3 separate regions of the Pan troglodytes genome follow, and all the other regions are linked to region 2. Evidence: chromatin contacts called from public HiChIP or PLAC-seq data. All regions are on one chromosome and are shown on one strand. The core of a region is the stretch at or near the end of the contact, and the rest is flanking DNA. Distances in the headings are between cores, read along the strand shown.

Region 1 (4,264 bases), core at 699-3,198, 180 kb after region 2:
TCAAAGAAACAACTTTGCTACATTTAGATACCACTGTCATTTCCCTAGCTCTTGTAACAAGCGAAAATCCTGTACTGGATCTGGCTATATTAAATCCTGAAGAATGTTCACTCTTCAATATGAACAATTTATTTTCATGCTAACATGCATTTACGACTTAATCTTTTATCACCTTGTCCTATTTGGAGGTGCTGTGGGATGCATTAATTTCCTCACTCTTCCATGACATCAAGTCAAAGACTACAATCTCAAAAATAAGCAATTCTCAGTGAAAACACAGTTACATAGCCAATGAAAGAAAAACTCTAATAAATGGCTGCTTTTAAAGAGATACTTTTAAAGGATGCTTACATGTTTCACAGAATTACCGGTAACTCGCCCGCCAAGAAGGATGGTCCCTTTAAAGCAGCTTTTAAAGCATATCACTCCCTGTTTGGGACACAGTCTGACTTGTTGGACAAGATTAATCTGGGCACTCTCACACAACCCCTCTGAACCAGCTTAGTTCACTGGAAACATCATTTCAACTGTAGTACTCTGCCCTTCGCATACTACAAGGGACAAGATGACTCTCCTTAACAATCTTTCAGAAGGTCCCCACGGCGGAGACAGTGACAGCCGTCCTCCCGCGGATGTTTTTGGAAATAGAAATGTTAACACCAGGAGAGGCTCCTAGGAAGTGTCAGTGCGGCAGCAGGTGGAGTAGCCTTGCGTGCCGAGCAGGTTCTTTCTGACCTAGTCTCAATGCTCCGCTTCCCGGCCCCGGTTCCGCCTTACAGAGATCTTGTTAAGCCGTCTTGCGTCCCTGTTCTCTAACCCAGGGCGAGACTTCCAACCCTCCAGGGAGGCGAGGCAATCGAAGCAGACAAGACGGCCACCTCACCTCTTCCGGGGACTCGCAGGCCCGCTCCCTGGCCATGTCAGAGCCTGATGGACCAGGCTGGAGGGGACGCAGCCGGCTCCCCCGGGAGCCTCCCAGCCAGAACCCCCGCGCCCCACGGTCCCTTTCCACTGCCCCCACCCCTTCGAAACGCCACCGCCACCACCCTCCTTACTCCTGAATCCCCTCTCCTCAGGAGTACCCCAGTGGAGTTACCGGCCCACTCAAAAGTAAGAGCGACGGCCACCCCTCTCGGTCACCCTGGCCCCACTGTCACCGCCCTGCTCCCGGCCTCTGCCTACGCCGCTGGCTGGCTCCGGTGACGCCCGGGTCGGTACCTTGCGGACCCCCTTGTAGATATAGAAGTACAGCTCCCGGCCCACATTGAAGCAGAGGCGGTCGCCGTTGCCAGACTGGTCGTTGAGGTTTACGAAGGAGACGCGGACAGGGTTGGATCCCTGCGAGTTGAAGGGCACCCGGTTGGGCCGGCTGTACTCCGAGTGCGGCAGCAGCTTGTACAGACCTTCCCGGGTGGTGAATTGGGTCTTAATCTCGTTCATCTCCTTCCCTCCTCCCTCCGTCGCCATCTTGGAAAGCAGCGTTCATCCTGCCCTAAGTGCCCGGATCACGCCCACCGCGCAGGCGCTATTCCTGGTGCTCCCTCTTCCCCCACCCCCTGCCTCTTCCTTCTCGCCCCTCCCACCCGCGGGCCAGCCCTGCGAGGGCGGGCCAAAGGGAAGGGGCGGGCTTGTTTACGGCCCGACTGCGCAGGCGTGCTCACCTGGCGTGCTCCACCCGACTGGGCGTCCGCAGGCTCCTCCCCCGGGTGTGGCCTTCGGGCGGCCTGGCTGCTTCCCAGGTGATGCCGGCTTCAGCTAGTGGGGTCTAGTTGACCGTTCCGCAGCCGCCAGGGCCAGCGGAAAGCCGGTCAGGGGGAACCGCGGCGGGGCTGGTGTCATGAGCCTGAGGTGAACTTGAGGGTGCCTCCTCAGCGGTCTCCCGCCCTGCCCTGAGGGGCGCCGGGACCCCAAAGAGCGGAGGAAGAGCGCCACCCCGACTGCCACCGCTTCGGAGCCAGCACGCGGGGTACCCTACGGGGAGCGCGGATGCCCCCGTGTTCGGGCGGGGACGGCTCCACCCCTCCTGGGCCCTCCCTTCGGGACAGGGACTGTCCCGCCCAGAGTGCTGAATACCCGCGCGACCGTCTGGATCCCCGCTCAGGAAGCCCCTCTGAAGCCTCCTCGCCGCCGTTTCTGAGAAGGTACCAAGGGACTCAAGATTTACGCTTCACTATGTTTTATTTCAGGCGGGGTAGGGGGAGAGAAGAATGTGGTACAGCATAGGTGTTCTCAAGCCAGATATCCTAATTCCTGCGTGTGATGAGCACTGGCGGCCTCCGCTTCTTAGCGGAGGTTTGTCCTCTCCAGCTGTTCAGAAACACGGGGCGGGGAAGCGCTTTGGGAACCGGGGACTGAATCTTTTTAGGATTCACTTCTCTTGCTCAGTAGTTTACGAAGAGCTCTTAATAAAATTTAAGGTAATTGATTTTTTTTTCCAGAAGCCTCAGGTGGAGTCTGTGAGATTATTTACTAGTAGATCCATAGGGATAGTTGTATGCATGTAATGTACAGGGTCTAGATTTATAAGGACGGGCACACGTGTCAAAGTAAGATTCAACAATCACTATTTTATACCTGGGTTTCTTGGCATGTTACACCAGAATAAGAAAGCTTCTAAAGTGACAGAAACATTCTAATAGAATTCCAGGGAGGGGGGAAGCCAACATTTGTAACACCAAGAATGAACTATTCCTGGAAGTTCAGATTATATCTGGAGGGGCACAAAAGAAGTGAATGGAGAGAATTTCTAAAGTAGGAGGAGTGTAAATCATAAACATCTTCCGTATTAAAAAGCAAGTAGATACCAATAGAAACTGTGCCAATGATGTAGTAATACATTTGATAATAACATCTTTAGCCTTTGTAGTGTTGGAAAAAAAAAAGAAAAAAAAGCACTGAAGTACTTCTTAATTAATAGAGCCTGAAAAATACTTAAAGTTTTTTCTTAGAATTGTTTTGATGTTATCCGACTTTCCCTAATCTTAAAACACCAGGGTATGTTCTGTCGTTACCATGGCTATATCCCAAACTCCATAACTGTGTTATTTTACATTGAAAACACGTATTTTACAATAATCAACTTGAAGGATAGTGACATCTCGAATCATCTAAAAATAATTTATCTGTGTTTCCTAATTATCAAGAGGAAAAAAAGTATAATTTTTTTGGGGGGAAAAAAAACCCAGCGAGCAAAAGTTAAAACAAAATTTTGTATTATTCTTCAATTAACCATAACATTGTATTTCCCATAATACCTATATAATTCAAGCATTCTATCAAGATTTTACCCTATATAAATTCAACATTTTATTATAATCACAGTAATAAACTGTTCACTTTGTCTCATGCATAGCCTTTGGTTTAGTTTTGTTTTTTTTTTTAGATGGAGTCTCGCTGTCGCCAGGCTGGAGTGCAGTGGTGCAATCTTGGCTCACTGCAACCTCTGCCTCCCAGGTTCAAGCGATTCTCCTGCTTCAGCCTCCCGAGTAGCTGGGACTACAGATGTGCACCACCACGCCCAGCTAATTTTTGTATTTTTAGTAGAGATGGGGTTTCACCATGTTGGCCAGGATGGTCTTGATCTCTTGACCTGCTGATCCACCCACCTTGGCCTCCCAAAGTGCTGGTATTACAGGCATGAGCCACAGTGCCCAGTCCCATGCATAGCCTTTGAATAGTCTCTATTTTTATTCTTTTTATCTCATAACTTTTCCCCCATATTCAAAGATTCAATAAGCAACACCCAAATCTAAATAACTAGGCCTGAATGGCTGGGCGTGTTGGCTCACACCTGTAATCCCAGCACTTTGGGAGGCCGAGGCGGGCAGATCACGAGGTCAGGAGTTTGAGACCGCCTGGCCAACATGGTGAAATCCCATCTCTACTAAAAGTACAAAAATTAGCCAGGCGTGGTGACACATGCCTGTAATCCCAGCTGCTCGGGAGGCTGAGGCAAGAGAATTGCTTGAACCCGGGAGGTGGAGGTTGCAATGAGCCGAGATCGCACCACTGCGCTCCAGCCTGGGCAACAGAGCGAGACTCCATCTCAGGAAATAAATAAATAAATAGATAAATAAATAAATGGGCCTGACCTAATTTTATTTCTGATTTTCAATTTCAAACCAGGAATTTAAAAAAAAATTTTTTTTTTGAGATGGAGTCTCACTGTGTTGCCCAGGCTGGAGTGCAGTGGCACAGTCTCAGCTCTCCGCCTCCCAAGTTCAAGCAATTCTCCTGCCCCAGCCTCCCGAATAGCTGGGATTAC
Region 2 (4,206 bases), core at 876-3,375:
TCTCCAGTCTCGATGATTAACTGGATACAACCCTAAGCAGCTAACATCAGTCAAAAAAACTCAACGAGTGAAGGTTCCTGATTCTATTCCCTAACCCGTTTCTTCTAGTGGAAAAAGCTGTCTTCTTTTGGCAATTTTGGGGTGAGACTAATTTTGTTTACAACCCCAGCGCTGAAATGGGGTGGAATTTTACAGATGCCGTGTAGGCCCTCTGGCTTCAGGCGCTATGCTACACCCTCCGGAGGTGGGCGACCGTCTTCTAGTTATCACTCCCCTAGCCCACTAGGGGAGTGGCCCAGGAAATAAACCCACCGGGAAAGGATGTTTTGTAGTATACAGAGTGCTTTCACATATTCCAAACATTGTGTATCAGGCACTGTGCTGGGTACTGCGGTTACAAATCAGTCACTATCACCCAGGATGTTAAGTCCTGCAGCGAACTAGTGTATTGTGCTTAACTTTGTTCCAAGCCTGGGCCTTGGCACCTTACAACTGAAAAGCTAAGTTGGTTCCTTTTAATTCATTTATGTTTCAGCTCCAGTGTCTGGCCTACGGGACCACCCAATCTAAAGCAGCCCCCGTCAATCCTAGAACCTGCCTTATGTTCGTTCTTCACCAAGTGTGTTCAAGGCTTCACTTCCTGCACATAGTGGGGAGTGCTGGGAACACGGTCTCTAAGTGCTCCACAAAGGCTGAACCAGCGGTGAAAGGCCTGTAAGAAGAGCTAGGGAGCACGCAAAAGCCCCCAGCAGGGCTGTGAAGGCAGAGAAGGCACGAGGGCGTTCCAGGCACAGGGCCCAGCGTGAGCAACCGCTCCTAGAGTGAGGCTCCTGGGGTGAAAATGCCAGGGTGGTGACAGGTGGGGGCCGAACGCCGTCCCTAAGAAGCTCAGCCTGGGGACGCCCTGAGTCTTAACCCGGGCGGATACTGGCCTCCCCGGACAAGCAGCTAGCCCCGCCGCGGGGCGTCGGCCCTCTTCGGGCCTCAGTTTCCCCACGTCCCTCCCGACGCCTCACCTGGGGCGGGAGCAAGCGCGGGGACTCGGTGCCCCGGCCCCGCTGCAGGGCGGCCTGTTGGGCCGCGTCCCGCAGCCGCCGCGCCGCGTCCTGCAGCACGAAGTGGGGCGGCGGCGGCGGCGGCGGCTGCGCCTTCGTCACCTGCTCCTGGACCTGCCGCAGCTGCTCGGGGCCCAGCGGGGCCACACGTGCGACGCTGCCGCTCTGGCCCGGAGGAGCCGGGCCGCCGCCGCCGCCGCCGCCGCCACCATCCTCGCTGCCGCCCCCAGCCTCCGGCTCCGCATCCGCCATGGCGGCCGAGGCGGGGACTCGAACCGGGGTCGCTGAGCGACGGCGTCTCCAATGTACGTCACCTAGGAGAGGGGCAGGCTACGAGTGCCTCGCAGGCCAAGACACCTCGGAAGGCGACCGTGTCTGGCCGGGAAAGTCGTGGAGTGCCCCGCCCCAGCCGACAACCGCCGCGGCTCCTAGGGCTGATCAGCAGAGCGGACCCCCCTTATTTTCCTTATTGCCTGTCACGGATGTGTTTAAGACTCACCTTCTCCGGGAGCTGTCCCGGATCTCCCAGGGGGAGGTCTTCGGTGTTCCAGAGCCCCTGGCCCAAAAGTTACCACACTATCCAAGTGTTCTGACGTCATCATGCATCCGAATCAGCGGAGGATGCTGTCTGGAGATGCAGAGTACTGTGCCCACCCCTAAACATTTGGATTTATACATCTGAGAGGGGACCACAGTTTGAATTGTTAACGAGAGTGTTTCCCAAATTTTTGCCTTGTCACCCTAGCTTCTCTCTACCCACCCACCCAGATTGGGTGCAGCTTGAAGGGAGAGATGATATATTACACAATCGGTGCTCAGCACAGGCCCTGCCCAGAACACAACGCACGCTCAGGGCATGAATGATGGATGGACGAATATGAATAAACGAATGAGTGAACGAATGAATGAACCCACCCTCTCTCTATCCATCCAGCTCCACTGCCCCATCTTCCTCAGCCTGATCGCCTCTCCTTCTTACGGTTGAGGCTCTGTGCGCCCTCCGAATCTTGTAGCTGCAGGTGTGTACACATGTCCCAGCTCCTTTCCCCAGGGAGAGCAGGAGGTCCACTGGTCCACAAACCCTTATTAAGCACCTGGTGGGTGAACCGCTGTTTCCGCCCTGGGGGGTATACAGTCTAGGTGCCGACCCCCAAGGAGGAAACTTCCCAAGGGGGAAGGAGGAAACTGGCATTTGCAGCACAGTGTGATGAGCGCTGAAGCCGGTAAAGTAAGGCTGGCGGCCTGGGTGGCGTCAGAGAAGGTTCTGGAAGATCACCATCATCCTCATCAATACTCACATTGCATTCACGATGATCCCTTCCGTGTTATTTTTTAATGGTGAATTTTATATTATGGGTATCTTACCACAATTTTTTTTTTTTTTTTTTTTTGAGACAAGATCTCACTCTGTCACCCAGGCTGGAGTGCAGTGGCACGATCTCGGCTCACTGCAACCTCCATCGCCTGGGTTCATACGGTTCTCCTGCCTCAGCCTCTTGAGTAGCTGGGATTACAGGCGTCCGCCACCATGCCTGGCTAATTTTTGTATTTTTAGTAGAGACGGGGTTTCATCATGTTGGTCAGGCTGGTCTTGAAACCCTGACCTTAGGTGATCCACCCGCCTCGGCCTTCCCAAGTGCTGAGATTACAGGTGTGAGCCACCACACCCGACCAGATTTCAGGAATTCACATGCCTTCTGTTCAAAATAATTTTCATGCCACCGTGGCATATTCTAAACCCCTTCAAGCTCAGGAAACTTGAGGGCAGCAACCTCCACCGATTCCTCCATGCTGTGTCCCTGCATCTAACAACGTGCCTGGCACGACTATTAAACGATGTGACATCCATCCTGTGTACAGGTGTCTATTTTAAGTGTCAGCTGCCCCAGGCTCTCCTAACTTTGCTTATAATAGCAGCAGCGCCATCGGCTGGCATTTATTGAGAACTTTTACTACACCCTGGGCACATACCAAGGTCTGCAGATGTTGAGCTGCTTCTTATTTAGGTCAGAACTAGTAGCTGTTTCCACTGTAGAATTTTCAAAAACAGGTGGAGCCCTTGCCGGATCCTGACATAAAATGGCATCAACCTTATACAACCGGCTTTTGTTCAGCTGAGCACACCTGACCACCCTAGAAACGAACCGAGTGAGAAATTCATCCACTTGCTCTGGCTTCAAAATGTAGAACCAAGAGGAAGAAATGTGAAGCCTAAGATGTCTCCGAAAAGAAAAGAGGGGGGATAAAAAGCAAGAGAAGGTTTCCAGAGGCTTCCACAACCTGAACGCCTCACTAAAAACATGGCAGTCATCTAGTGGTTGTCACTGTCTCCAGCGGGTTGGGGTTTGTGTCTCACCGTTTTGCTCCCAGCCTAGAACGGTGCTGGGCATGCAGTAGCTCTCCTTATGCATCTGTGGAATGCATTCATTCCAGACCTGGATTTTCACCTCCAAGACTTCCCCGCAAGGGGGCCCAGGGAACACTAGGCGGTGATATCTGCGAGCACCTGTCTTCACTGGGCGGTTCCTCCAGGCCAGACGCAGCCTCAGGAAACGTGGGGGGTGGGGGCGGGGGATGTGCATCTGTTTGGATGTCCAGAGTGTCCTTTAAAACGACAAAAGTAAAAGGCCTAACCAATGGCATTCTAAAACAGACCCTTCAGGTGGCGGCGCGGGGACTCGGGGTGAGGAGCCACCGCCCCAGCGCGCTCTGAGTTCCTCCCGCTCTCCCCAGCAGGTAGCCTTGGACAACCTCTGGGCCCAGTCCAAAAGATTCCGCAATTCTCTCCTGCCTGCACGCCGGTTACAGTATCAGAAAGGAACATTGGGGGGACCGAAAAAAAAAAAAAGCTAGACTGGCCCGTACGGGGATCGAACCCGCGACCTTGGCGTTATTAGCACCACGCTCTAACCAACTGAGCTAACCGGCCGCTTGATGCTGGGCCCCCACGGGAGCGCCTAAGAGGGCTCCAAGCCCGCGCCCGCCCCCTAGCGACTCCCTGCCGAGCCCGCGCCACTGGCTGCATTCCGCTTCGCCACAGCCGCGACTTTCGACCTCTTCACAGTCATCCCCATTGGCCCGATGCAGAAACTAAGACCTAGGGGACTTCAAGGAGAAGGGAGGCGGCTCCCTACAGCGAAGGCGGCTTTTT
Region 3 (4,201 bases), core at 1,006-3,505, 230 kb after region 2:
AGGGAGGGGCTTTGGAGCAGGTTCACTGGAGAAATGGGGGTAAATGAAGGTCCCCAAAACAAAGGACAAAGAATGTCAGAGCTGGCCGGGCGCCGTGGCTCACGCCTGTAATCCCAGCACTTTGGGAGGCCGAGGCGGGCGGATCACCTGAGGTCACGGGTTCGAGACCAGCCTGGCCAACATGGTGAAACCCCGTCTCTACTAAAAATACAAAAATTAGCCGGGCGTAGTGGCGGGTGCCTGTAATCCCAGCTACTCGGGAGGCTAAGGCAGGAGAATCGCTTGAACCCAGGAGGTAGAGGTTGCAGTGAGCAGAGATTGTGCCATTGCCCTCGAGCCTGGGGGACCAAGAGTGAGACTTTGTCTAAAAAAAAAAAAAAAGAAAAGAAAAGAAAAGAAAAAAAAGAACGTCAGAGCTGGGGCCCTGGATGGCTCCTCTATATCTCAAACCCCCTGGGCAATGGCAGAAACTGCGGTAGGAAAAGTTCCTACAAGTGAGAGCGGGGACAGTGGCTGGTGGTGACAGGAAGGAAACAGGCGAAGGCGGCACTCGCCAGGGAAGACCTTGCGCCCCTTCAGCGACCCGCTCACCGCTCTTCCTGCTTCCGGATTCCTCCCCGCCAGTCCAGGCTGCAGCTGTAGGGAAAGCCTGGGCCGGGGGCGCGCCCCCAGGCTGCGCAACAGCTACCACAGGACCAGGCACACACCCGGTCACCACCGCTGGGGCCCGCGCCACGTGGCTGCTAGTTTCCTTCCACTTCCCCCGCTTTGTAATGCCAGGCAAGACGCTTTATGTTGATTTCACACACTCGTAAGGGGGTCCCAGGCCGCAGTCTGAAAACCCCTGCTCCTGAGCAAGTTGCGTTTCCCTAGAGACCAGGAAGCGGAGATAGTTCCATCGTTTCTTTACACGGCAAGGAGCTTTCAGATTATTCCCAGGGCCTGGCTATGAGTCCAGGCAGGAGGAGGCCCAATCATGGGAGGCGCCAGCGACAAAGAGGAAGAGGACATGGACTAGGCAGGGAAGCCAGGTGGAAGGAACCCCAACGCCTCCAAGGTTCCCACAGCTGGCCTTGGCCAAAATATCCGAAAATTCCCATGTAGAAATTGGCTTTTCCAGCCTGGGCAACATGGTGAAACCCCGACTCTACAAATAAATACAAAAACTAGACAGGTGTGGTGTCCGCGCCTGTGGTCCTCTGCCCGCGCTCGTCCCAGCTACTGGGAAAGCTGAGGCGGGAGGATCACCTGAGCCCGGGAGGGTCTAGGCTGCAGTGAGCCGAGATTCCGCCGCGGCACCCCAGCCTGGGCGACAAAGCGAGAGCCTGTCCAAAAAAAAAAACAAGAAAAAAAAAACAAAACGAACCTTTTAGGACAAGTTAATCACCAAAGTGTTAGATACTTAATTTGGAGACCGCAAATCGGTCGGCAAAACGATGGGCTTTTCAAAATCATGCCGGGTGTATCTGGGTAAGCATGAATTTGTTCACCAAGTCCCCGATTCCCAAGCTAAGGGACCCTTAAGTATGAAGCACATGGCTTTCGGGGAACCCAAAAGTAGGGAGCGCTCCCGAGCCAGCGGTGGGTCTGGAGAATCCCCGAGCGCGCAGGCCGCGGGACAGCCTCCCCAGTGCGCAGCAGCCTGGGGCTAACAGCCCCCAGAGGGCAGAGCCCCGCGATCCCGGCGCCGCCTGCGGCTGGGTTCTTTGGCAGCGGGCGCGGCGCCAGTCAGGACGACGGCTCCGGTAGTCTCCCGGGCGCGTGAGACCCGGGGCGCTCTCCGTCCATGCACGACCCTCCCTCCAGGCGCGCCTCCCACCCCGGCCCCGCGTTCCGCTCAGCCCGGGTGACCAACTACACCTCACTTCAAAGGCCCCCACGCCCGGGCGTGCCCTCCGCCCGCGCTCGGCAGGTGGGGGTGCAGGGCGGAGGGCGCGGGCGGCCCCAGAAGGCGCCCGGACCTTCCCGAGAATTCCAGGCCGCGCAGGCGCATTGAGGCCGGCGCGGGGGCGTGCGAGAGGCGCGCGGCGGCGGTTGAGGGAAGGTTGCCCGGGCCGGGCCACGAGCAGGGCCTGCGCGCGCCCGCAGGAAGGCGGGGCGGGGGGGGGTGCCGCGGCGACGGCGCATGCGCAGGCGCGCGGCCGCGGCGGCGGCTGGGGAGGGTTCTTCCGGAAGGTTCGGGAGGCTTCTGGAAAAAGCGCCGCGCGCTGGGCGGGCCCGTCGCTATATAAGGCAGGCGCGGGGGCGGCGCGTCAGTTGCTTCAGCGTCCTGGTGTTGCTGTGCCGTTGGTCCTGTGCGGTCACTTAGCCAAGGTGAGGGGTGGTTGTGGGGGCCTGTGGAGGTGTATTGGGGACCGGGACCGGGGGCGGCTGGCGCGGAGCGGAGGCTGTGGGGGCCGGACGAGATCCCTGAAGCAGCCAGGGCCGCGCTCACGGGCGGCCGCGCTTCCTATTCCGGAGGCCTCGGGCCCGCTGCGGTTTCCGCACCCCGCTTCAGGAATGGGCCGGGCGGCCGCGGGCTCCCCGAGGCTCCGCAGCAGCGCCAGAGCTGGCGCCGCACGCGAACAGAGCGGCCCCGCCGCGGGGGTCCCCCGCCCGGCCCCGCTGGGGGCGCAGGCGGAGGAGGCCGCCGTGGCGGAGCCGCAGCCCGCGCGGGAGGGCACCCGGGGTGTCCGTTGGGGACCGCGGCGGGGGACTGGGCCCGGGCCTGCGGCGGCCGCCCGGAAGCGCGCACACGCTCGTGGTAGTTGCCGCGCTCCGAAATGAGGTCATCCTTTGTCAGCCGCCCTTCTATTTTCGGTTTACTTAAACTTCGCAAATCTCCAATCCGGCTTTAGAAATATTTGGAGGGCGCGATGGAATCTCGTGTTGCCTCTGTAGACGTCCTGCAAGGTTTTAAACCGGCGCGGTGTCGTTCCAGATGCCTGAGGAAACCCAGACCCAAGACCAACCGATGGAGGAGGAGGAGGTTGAGACTTTCGCCTTTCAGGCAGAAATTGCCCAGTTGATGTCATTGATCATCAATACTTTCTACTCGAACAAAGAGATCTTTCTGAGAGAGCTCATTTCAAATTCATCAGATGTAAGTCGCTTATTAACCCAGAATCGGATTTTGGTTTCAGTATGAACTTCTTGGGGGTGCTGTGTGCTTAAATTAATATTTTTTGTTAACAGGCGTTGGACAAAATCCGGTATGAAAGCTTGACAGATCCCAGTAAATTAGACTCTGGGAAAGAGCTGCATATTAACCTTATACCGAACAAACAAGATCGAACCCTCACTATTGTGGATACTGGAATTGGAATGACCAAGGCTGACTTGATCAATAACCTTGGTACTATCGCCAAGTCTGGGACCAAAGCGTTCATGGAAGCTTTGCAGGCTGGTGCAGATATCTCTATGATTGGCCAGTTCGGTGTTGGTTTTTATTCTGCTTATTTGGTTGCTGAGAAAGTAACTGTGATCACCAAACATAATGATGATGAGCAGTACGCTTGGGAGTCCTCAGCAGGGGGATCATTCACAGTGAGGACAGACACAGGTAGGCACCTGAACATTCACTGGTTAGGTGAGCGGTAGAAGGGTGGGGTGCTGCAACCCTTGAACCCCTGGGGATGCGGTGAAGCTTACAGAATTTGTGTTTGCCCGACGATCAGGAACAAGCTAGAGCACTTAGTGTAATGGCATGACTTGGTGGGTGGTTCTTTTGGGCAAGGCACCTTGCCCAAAAGGTTGTGCTGTGGGCGCCTTTGCATCTGTAGTAACGGCAAACCTTGCTTTATAGACACGTTATAAGGATGTTAGGCATGGCGTTGAGCACTAAATTGAATGTATTATTAAGTCAATTTTTCTTTTTTCTCTTGCAGGTGAACCTATGGGTCGTGGAACAAAAGTTATCCTACACCTGAAAGAAGACCAAACTGAGTACTTGGAGGAACGAAGAATAAAGGAGATTGTGAAGAAACATTCTCAGTTTATTGGATATCCCATTACTCTTTTTGTAAGTTTTTATGTAATTGCAGAGTGAATTTCTGTCTGTAGGTGATTGGGGTGACTGTACTACATCCTTAGTCCCTAGATCTGTTCAACTAGTCTGAAGCCTGGGGAACCTAAGCTCTACTGCCTAACTCTGTAAAGGTCCCTCGGGCTATTAAGTGGATGTATCAAATATTGATGAAAAGCTGGGTGATTCTCAAGTTGG

The links. HiChIP or PLAC-seq counts read pairs in DNA pulled down with a chosen protein or histone mark.
Region 1: an H3K4me3 HiChIP or PLAC-seq map of stem cell-derived excitatory neurons shows a contact between it and region 2, with 4 times the contacts expected there. The contact joins the promoter of WDR20 here to the promoter of ZNF839 in region 2. A contact is called at or near these places in 2 of 7 Hi-C or Micro-C datasets (blood and stem cell-derived neural progenitor cells) and 1 of 1 datasets of contacts at active chromatin or transcription factors (stem cell-derived excitatory neurons).
Region 3: a contact with region 2 is called in an H3K4me3 HiChIP or PLAC-seq map of stem cell-derived excitatory neurons, with 4 times the contacts expected there. The contact joins the promoter of HSP90AA1 here to the promoter of ZNF839 in region 2. A contact is called at or near these places in 2 of 7 Hi-C or Micro-C datasets (induced pluripotent stem cells and stem cell-derived neural progenitor cells) and 1 of 1 datasets of contacts at active chromatin or transcription factors (stem cell-derived excitatory neurons).

The regions. Positions count from the first base shown.
Region 1 is chr15:100,150,371-100,154,634 of NHGRI_mPanTro3-v2.0_pri, reverse strand. It overlaps WDR20 (WD repeat domain 20), which reads right to left and starts at 1,948. Exons shown (of 5, transcript XM_063793895.1): 1 at 1,662-1,948.
Region 2 is chr15:100,330,953-100,335,158 of NHGRI_mPanTro3-v2.0_pri, reverse strand. It overlaps ZNF839 (zinc finger protein 839), which reads right to left and starts at 2,125. Exons shown (of 8, transcript XM_063793896.1): 1 at 1,555-2,125. TRNAI-AAU (transfer RNA isoleucine (anticodon AAU)) reads right to left here and starts at 3,984; the gene lies at 3,911-3,984.
Region 3 is chr15:100,098,736-100,102,936 of NHGRI_mPanTro3-v2.0_pri, reverse strand. HSP90AA1 (heat shock protein 90 alpha family class A member 1) reads left to right here and starts at 2,255. Exons shown (of 11, transcript NM_001098572.1): 1 at 2,255-2,313; 2 at 2,921-3,082; 3 at 3,175-3,541; 4 at 3,867-4,000. The coding sequence starts at 2,921.